Regions from separate parts of the Mus musculus genome. Here region 2 is linked to region 1. A link is a contact called in public Hi-C data. All regions are on one chromosome and are shown on one strand. Each heading gives the region's core, a stretch centred on a gene start, on an enhancer-like site or on the middle of the called end of the contact. The rest is flanking DNA. Distances are from core to core; before and after follow the strand shown. Region 1 overlaps Dcaf6 (DDB1 and CUL4 associated factor 6). Region 2 overlaps Adcy10 (adenylate cyclase 10).

Region 1 (4,054 bases), core at 1,016-3,515:
AACACAAGGGAGGTGGAGGGAGGAGGGAGGAAGAGCTGTCCAGAGTCACCCTAGGCTACATAGGAAGTTCAAGGCTAGCCTGAGATACATGAGTCCTGCCTCCACTAACAAAAACAATAAATAAGGTTATGCTGAGTACACTTTACCATAGATTTATTTAAAAAATCAGTAAAGCCCTAGTGAAAAGCAAGCGTTATGTGGTAAGGAAGGAAGTTATGTTAGTGTACTTTTCAATAATGTTTTTAAGATTTAATTATTTTTATTTTATGTGTCTGAGTTTTCCTTCATGTGTATCTGGTACTGTATGTATGCAGTGCCCACAGGAGCAAGAAGAAGGTATTGGATCCTCTGGAACTGAAGTTACAGACTATGGTTACTGGGTGCTGGGAACTGAAGCCAGGTTATATAAGTGATCTTAATTACTGAGCCATCTCTCCACCTCTTAATACATTTTTTAGATGATAAACTCTGGTTCAGTGACTTGGATCTGAAAACTATGTATCATTACAACTAATATTTCAGAGTAAATTGCATAATCTGTATTCATAACAGTAAAAGTGTGTATTATGTATGCTTATCACTTCTCACTGACTTCATAAGTTCATTCACGTGTTGAGTATTATGCATCATTTATAGAGTACTTATATTGTATCAAATATTAACTGTTCACTTATTTATTTAGAGGGCTTCTCTGTAGTCCTAGTTGTCCTGCAGTTTGCTCTGTAGACCAGGCTGGCCTCGATTCACAGAGATCCTCCTGCCTCTGCCTCCTGAGTACTAGTATTAAAGCCATGTACCACTGACACAGCAAATACTAGCCCTTTAAAAAAAAATTAAAGACTTTATTTTAGATTTATTTTATTTTATTTTATGGTATGGTATGAGTGTTTTACCTGCATGTACACATGCATGCCTAACACAAAGGGGGTTCAAAAGAGAATGTTGGATACCATAGACCTGGAGCTACAGTTGTTTGTGATCCAGTGTGTGGTGATGGGAACTGAACCTGGGTCTTCTACAAAAGCAGCAAGTCTCTCCAGTCTCTCAAATAGTAACCCTTTAAATTAGGCTTTAATAATTTGCCCAGGCCATTACCTGATGAACGTTAAACCTGACTTGAAACTACATTCCCTTTGACTCAGGGTTTCACGTACAGCCCTGAGGCCAGCCCATTACTCTGCCATGCTAGCCCTAGATGATAAACCAAAACCTTCCTCTCCTCAGAGTTTCTATCATTAAACTGCTCCCTCCCATCTGGTGTTTGGTGTCCTTCTGTTGTGGACATCTTTAAGCCTGATCTATTTTAATATTTTCCACAGTATTTGGGAAAATGCACTTGTCAATATATGTCTTAAATGCTATCCTTACTGTGGCAGTGGCTTTCTGCCATTGTCTTCATACACCCTGGTGCGATACAGCTTATCTTCATACCTCACATCCATTCCTTCAGTAAACCTTGCTCCAGGGTAAAGCTCTGTGGCACAGTGCTTTCTTACTTATTGTGCCCGAGGCTCTAGGTTGAATTCTTCAGTGCTGCGGAAACCAACCAAGGACACTAAACACCTTCACTGAACGGTCTGTATAAGCCCTGAAGATAGAAAGATCCAAAATTATCCAAAAGCTAATCGACAGGTTCACAAGTAGTGTAACCTGGGTCATTGTTGTAAGGCTCATCAAGGAGTTTCCAGAAAATGTGGAGGAAGGAGCTCATGAAGAAGTTGGGAAAGTTTAGCAAAAAGCTTCATAGTTGTACTGGGCAGAAGCATGGTCTAATGGATTATGCAAAAATGCCCCAAGCAAAGGAACAGCAAGTGCAAATGGGATAAGCCTAGGAGAGCATGCATGGTACAGTGGCCACCAAGTACATGACATATGTGTACACTTGAATATTGAACCAGATAGGGCTTACCTTGAGGGAAGAAACTGCATTCATTTTAGTCACCATTGTTATCTCAGGGTTAGCCACTTCCTGGAATGTAGTAGATACTGAATTTTAAGAAATCTTACAAACAGAAGTACACAAGCCTCTTACAGATGTGTCCATCTGGTTACCCACAGGCCATGTGCCCCAAAATAGCTGTGAATTTAGCCCAATGGAAAATCATAATTTCATTGAAAGTACTGTTTCCAGTGTAAGAGTTTTTTTGGGGTTTTTTTTTTTTTGGCAAAGTTTTTGTTTGTTTTATTTTTGCAACCTGATTGCTCTGTTTTGGAGCATGAACTTTGTAAATGACATCAAGTCACAGTGTCAGAAGGTGAACACATCAGCATTCTCTCCAGGCTTCTCTCTCTTGCATCCCCTTCCAGGTCCCCTTAGTTAAAACTTAGCCTCCAAGACACCTTGTTTGAAAACCACTGCAAGAGAATGTAATATATCAAGGTCTTGTATGTTTAAAATTATATGGTATTGTATATACTGTATTATGTTTTCATTCTTCATTACCTTTTGACGCCAAATTGAAAGCTTATATTGGGGCTGGAGGCATGGCTCAGTTAAAGAGTACGTGCTGCTCTTTCAGAAGACTGACGTTAGGCAGCTCACAGTCGCCTGTATCACCAGCTCCAGGGCTTCCAGGGCTTCCAGCCTCAACAGGCACCTGCTCTCATATACACATGCCTACTGGGCATGGGTGCACATACATAGAATTTAAAACATTGAAAAGAAAATCTTAAAAAAAAAAAAACAAAAAACCTTTAAGAGCCAGGTTTGGTGGTGTATGACTTTAATCCTAGCTCTAGAAATGCAAGGCAGGTAGATCTCTGTGAATTAGAGGCCAGCCTGGTCTACAAAGCCAGCCAAGGCTACATAGTAAGACCTTGTTTCCGAAAAAACAAAAACCAAACCAAGACTTCTGTATATACTAGTGAGTAGATTTTTACATACTTAAGTTTTGAATTAGAAATGTTTTTTGTGGTTTTAAATGAAGTTCTAGGGGTTATTTATGATAAATACTAAAAGGATTTTGAGTGTGTATGATTCTCATGTCTGTTTTCCAGACCGTCTGGAGGGTGACAGATCAGAAGGTTCAGGTCAGGAGAATGAAAATGAGGATGAAGAATAAAGAACTCCTTGGCAAGCACTTAGATGTTCTGAGATTTGTATACGACATTTATTATATTTTTTTTCTTTACAGAACTTTAGTGCAATTTAAGGCTATGGGTTTTTTTTTTTTTTTTTTTTTTTTGGAGTTCTTCCCTATTTTGGGGATAACCAAACATTGGTTTGGAATGAGTGTGTGCATGAGTTGGGAGAGTGTGTAAAACAAAGTAAGCAAAATGTTTTTTGAAACCTTTTGCCGTGTATGGAGTCCAAAAAAAAAAAAAAAAAAAAAAAAAAAGCAAAGTGCAATACTTCCTGACCCTCCGCTGTGGGAGCTTGGATCAATGCTGAAGTCATTTTCATTGTAGTGAAAATGTTGGTTCAAATAAATTTCTACACTTGCCATTTGCATGTTTGTTGCTTTCTAATTAAAGATGTTGGTTGCTTTAAGATATCCTAAATTTGACTTTTTATTTAATTCTTTGCTACTTTACCCACATTTTCTAGTCATTTCTCTAACAAAAGAGGGCTTGCTGTTTTCTGAATTTAATAGTCCTTTCCATCTTGACCTCTGTGTGACCAGATAATGTAAAAGGGCCTTTACAGTTCTCTTCCCTTTTTCTTCACTTTTCTTGAGCTACTTCTCAGGATCTGTTGACACCTCATCCAAATCAGTCACTGGGTCTTATAGATGATTTACATTAGCACAAACTCAAGGTGCTGTCTTCTGGTCTACCTCTCTGTCCATATTCCTGAATTACTGTGATCAGTTAGCTGACTCTAGCATCCACCTCCACTTCAGACAGTCCCCCAGGCCTGTGTGTACCTTACCGTGTTTTCCTGAACTGTGTGTACCTTACCGTGTTTTCCTGAACTGTGTGTACCTTACCGTGTTTTCCTGAACTGTGTGTACCTTACCGTGTTTTCCTGTGTGTACCTTACCGTGTTTTCCTGAACTGTGTGTACCTTACCGTGTTTTCCTGTGTGTACCTTACCGTGTTTTCCTGAACTGTG
Region 2 (4,054 bases), core at 399-2,898, 180 kb before region 1:
AGCTCAGACAGGGTATATGCTTAGCTCCTAAGTCCTAGGCTCAGCTTTTGGCTCAAAAAGAAAAGAGAAAAAAAAATAAATTTTTTCCAATTATTTTTTTAACAAGACCTTAAGGGTCAAAATGTATGCACAAAGCCACTTGTTTATGTTTTTCCACCCTGAAGGTCTTTGTTCTTTATCTCTGAACATTTCAAGTCAAATAAAACCTGAGAAAACCAGATTACTTTCTTCCTTCTTTTCTTTTCTTTTCTTTTCTTTTCTTTTCTTTTCTTTCCCTTTTCCTTTTCCTTTTCCTTTTCCTTTTCTCTCTCTCTCTCTCTCCCCCCCTCTCTCCTTTCTGCAGACTTGGATAAAGAGTTGGAAGGCATTATCCATTCAAGCATGGGCATTAGAGAGAGAGAGAGAGAGAGAGAGAGAGAGAGAGGAACACTTAGAATTCTGTCATACAATACGTTGAGTCTGGCACATCCTCTGATATTCCTGCCTTTATTTTTTTTAATATTTTTTATTACATATTTTCCTCAATTACATTTCCAATGCTATCTCAAAAGTCCCCCATACCCTCCCCCCCACTTCCCTACCCACCCATTCCCATTGTTTTGGCCCTGGCGTTCCCCTGTACTGGGGCATATACAGTTTGCGTGTCCAATGGGCCTCTCTTTCCAGTGATGGCCGACTAGGCCATCTTTTGATACATATGCAGCTAGAGTCAAGAGCTCCGGGGTACTGGTTAGTTCAGAATGTTGTTCCACCTATAGGGTTGCAGATCCCTTTAGCTCCTTGGGTACTTTCTCTAGCTCCTCCATTGGGAGCCCTGTGATCCATCCAATAGCTGACTGTGAGCATCCACTTCTGTGTTTGCTAGGCCCTGGCATAGTATCACAAGAGACAGCTACATCTGGGTCCTTTCAGCAAAATCTTGCTAGTGTATGCAATGGTGTCAGCGTTTGGAAGCTGATTATGGGGTGGATCCCTGGATATGGCAGTCTCTAGATGGTCCATCCTTTCGTCTCAGCTCCAAACTTTGTCTCTGTAACTCCTTCCATGGGTGTTTTGTTCCCATTTCTAAGGAGGAGCATAGTGTCCACACTTCAGTCTTCATTCTTCTTGAGTTTCATGCGTTTAGCACATTGTATCTTATATCTTGGGTATCCTAGGTTTTGGGCTAATATCCACTTAAAGATGCAGAAATTTAGTCCACCAGTGAGGAAGTAACAGGCAAAAACAGATGGGGGTATGTCTGGCAAATAGCTGACAGTCCACTCATGAGTGTTAGGCGGTTGCTGGTAGAGAAAACAAGTGCTACCATTCACAGGGCACACAATGAAATCCCAGCAGTCGGGAGGTGGAGACAGGAGGATCAGTAATTTAAGGGCAATGAGTTCAGGGTTAGCTTGGCCTACATGAGACCCCTGACTCAATAAAAACCAATCAAACCAACAAACAAACAAACAAATGAGGATCAGATATTACAACTCCCAGCTGTCCCTAGGTCACCCTATAGCTTCATTTACCCTCAGTGGAGGGTTGGGAGGAACATTTCTTTCTTGGGCTCAGCAGCCCTGGCTCCTCCCACAGGCCATGTCCTTAGGCTAACCCTGACTCTGGAGACAGCCTGCTGGCACACACTGGCAGCAGACAGTGCACTCTCACCTTAACTGCTCTCTGATCTGGAATCCTCTCAATTTCAATCATGCTCCGATCACAGAGCTGCCAGCAGTTTGGTGACAAAATAACGTCGTTCATCTGAGCCATGTTCTGAGCAAGGCGGACATCATCCACCGCCTGGCCAATCACCAGGAAGTAGTTCCGTGTTTCATCCCCAAAGACCAACATGGTGATGTGGCCAGCAGCCAGCCCTGAAGGAAGCAAGCAATGGGTTTGCACAACACATTCTGGGTTATTTCCCAGAAGTACTGGGTCTTGGAAAAATCAGATGTGGCTACACAACCTCTAAGCAAAATCTCACTTTCAAAACTTTACATAGAAATCAGAAACGCCTCTACGGGGTCCCAGCCGTCCCAGAGGCTCCATCTTTTAAAGCTAGAGAGCACAATTCCTCATTTTCACCTTTTGGGGATGGGAGATGTTTTGAGACAGGGTGTTTCTGTACAGCCCTGACTGTCCTGGAACTCATTCAGTAGTCCAGGCTGGCCTGGAACTAACAGAGATCTATCTGCCTCCTGAGTGCTGGAATTAAAGTCATGGGCTTCCATGCCTGGCTTCCTCTAATTTGTTTTCAAATTGAGAAATGAAGTTTTGGTAACTGAATAATAGTACAGAGATGCTGTAAGATATGACATGCATATGAAAATTGTATATACATATGTATATATACACACACACACACACACACATGCATATACATACAAAAAGTATAAGTTTGTTTTCCATCTTTGATAGTTGTGCCGATTCTGTTTGTGACTGTAGTCTTGGCTGGGCCTCAAACTCCCACCAATTTTCCAGCCTTACTCTTCCAAGTGCTGACATTATAGGAGTTCATTCCCACCCCCACCCTACTAACACCCCCTCCCTTTGCAGCCAACTATGCTCATTTGTCCATATATATATTTGACAAATATATATATTACCAGGAAGACAACATGGACAAATATATAATATATATATATATATTTGTTTCCATCTACGTAGCTTACTATAGAGAAAGAGGAAAGATGACAAAGCAAACCTCTTTACTATCCCCCCTCACAATGCACATAATGGTTTGGGTTACTATCATCCTTTTTTTTTTTTTTTTTTTTTTTTGACAGGGTTTCACGTAGCCCAGGCTGGCCTCTGATTCAGTAAGTAGCAGAGCCTGACCTTGAACTTCATCTACTACTGCTTTTTTACCTTCCACCCGCTGAGATTACAGACATGTGCCACCAGGCCCAGACTGGATTATTTTTATTCCAAGAAGTATACAACATTAGTTTCTCTGAGTGACGTTGGGAAAAAAAAATGCCGTGGGGTATTCACCAGAGAAGACTGCTCGAACATGGATTTAAGGCACCAGAAAGTCTTTATTAGCTGGCCAGCAACTACACTGGGTGTTCAGAATCCCAGTGTAGCCCTGAGCCTTTCTCAGGATGCGCTTCTAAGCACAACTAACATGTTCTGGGTTGACACACTTCAGTTAACAAGAACAGTTAGCCGGAAGCAGAACTACAGAAGCTAAAAAATAAGGTTAGGACATTTAGAGACTTTCCCAGAACTATATGGACTTCGATGGATTAGGTCTTTGTTTTAGTTTTGGCAGGTGGTGCTGTGTACATGCCAAGTTTTACAGCCAGAATGGGACTTCCATCATGCTAAAGCCTTGGGGCCTACTTAAGTTTGGTGCCCTATAATAAAAATAAAAATAAAAATAAAAACAAACAAAAAAAACCACCTCACATTCACTGTTGTATTGACTATAAAGAATATATTTATTTGGAAAATTTGAAAATCATCATAAAAAGATAGATTATCTAAGACAACAGTTAAAGAGAAACAATCAATTGGATATCCTATCATCATAGGTTCTGATCCCATGATCCTATGATGATCCCATTAGTTCTGATATTTGTGATTTGTAAAAAAAAATTATTATCATTTGTGTGAGTGTGTGTGTGTGTGTGTGTGTGTGAGAGAGAGAGAGAGAGAGAGAGAGAGAGGGAGGGAGGGAGGGAGGGAGAGGGAGAGGGAGAGAGAGAGAGAGAGAGAGAGAGAGAGAGAGAGAGAGAGAGAGCCACACCATAGTCCATGTACAGTGAGGTCAGAGGACAACTTTGTAGAATTTGTTCTCTTCCACTTTTACGTAGAATATTTCTACTGACTCAGCCATCTTGCTGGTCTCCATGTTTGAGATTTCTACACCCATACATGTCAGTCTCCAGCAGCACTGCCCACAGCTCTAGCTGTTACCATCCACACCTCTCAGAATTGTGTTTCTCATGGGTACCACGTTCCCTAAATTCTGGTGCCATGATGAAATGAGAACAACAGAAAGCATGAAAAGTCTTTGTGCAGTACGGAGCTGAGTGTGGCTGTTATTGTGTTGGGAGAACACCCT

What was found. A called contact is a pair of places that touch in the nucleus more often than the background predicts.
Region 2: a Hi-C map of liver shows a contact between it and region 1, with 4 times the contacts expected there. The contact joins two enhancer-like sites. A contact is called at or near these places in 2 of 484 Hi-C or Micro-C datasets (CD4 T cells and liver), 2 of 115 datasets of contacts at active chromatin or transcription factors (double positive thymocytes and large pre-B cells) and 3 of 9 other capture datasets (adipose tissue, liver and pancreatic islet).

Annotation. Positions count from the first base shown.
Region 1 is chr1:165,328,947-165,333,000 of GRCm38.p6, reverse strand. Dcaf6 (DDB1 and CUL4 associated factor 6) reads left to right here. Exons shown (of 19, transcript NM_028759.1): 19 at 2,998-3,501. The coding sequence ends at 3,062. Among named protein-coding and RNA genes, the nearest start is that of Gpr161, 35 kb to the right of the region's middle. Within about 2 kb of position 2,265, at least 5 of the 459 cell types and tissues checked have an H3K27ac peak or open chromatin away from gene starts, as enhancers often do. A contact at or near this core is called in liver, where this site is marked.
Region 2 is chr1:165,508,060-165,512,113 of GRCm38.p6, reverse strand. It overlaps Adcy10 (adenylate cyclase 10), which reads right to left. Exons shown (of 34, transcript NM_173029.3): 6 at 1,654-1,859. Among named protein-coding and RNA genes, the nearest start is that of Adcy10, 25 kb to the right of the region's middle. Within about 2 kb of position 1,648, at least 10 of the 459 cell types and tissues checked have an H3K27ac peak or open chromatin away from gene starts, as enhancers often do. A contact at or near this core is called in liver, where this site is marked.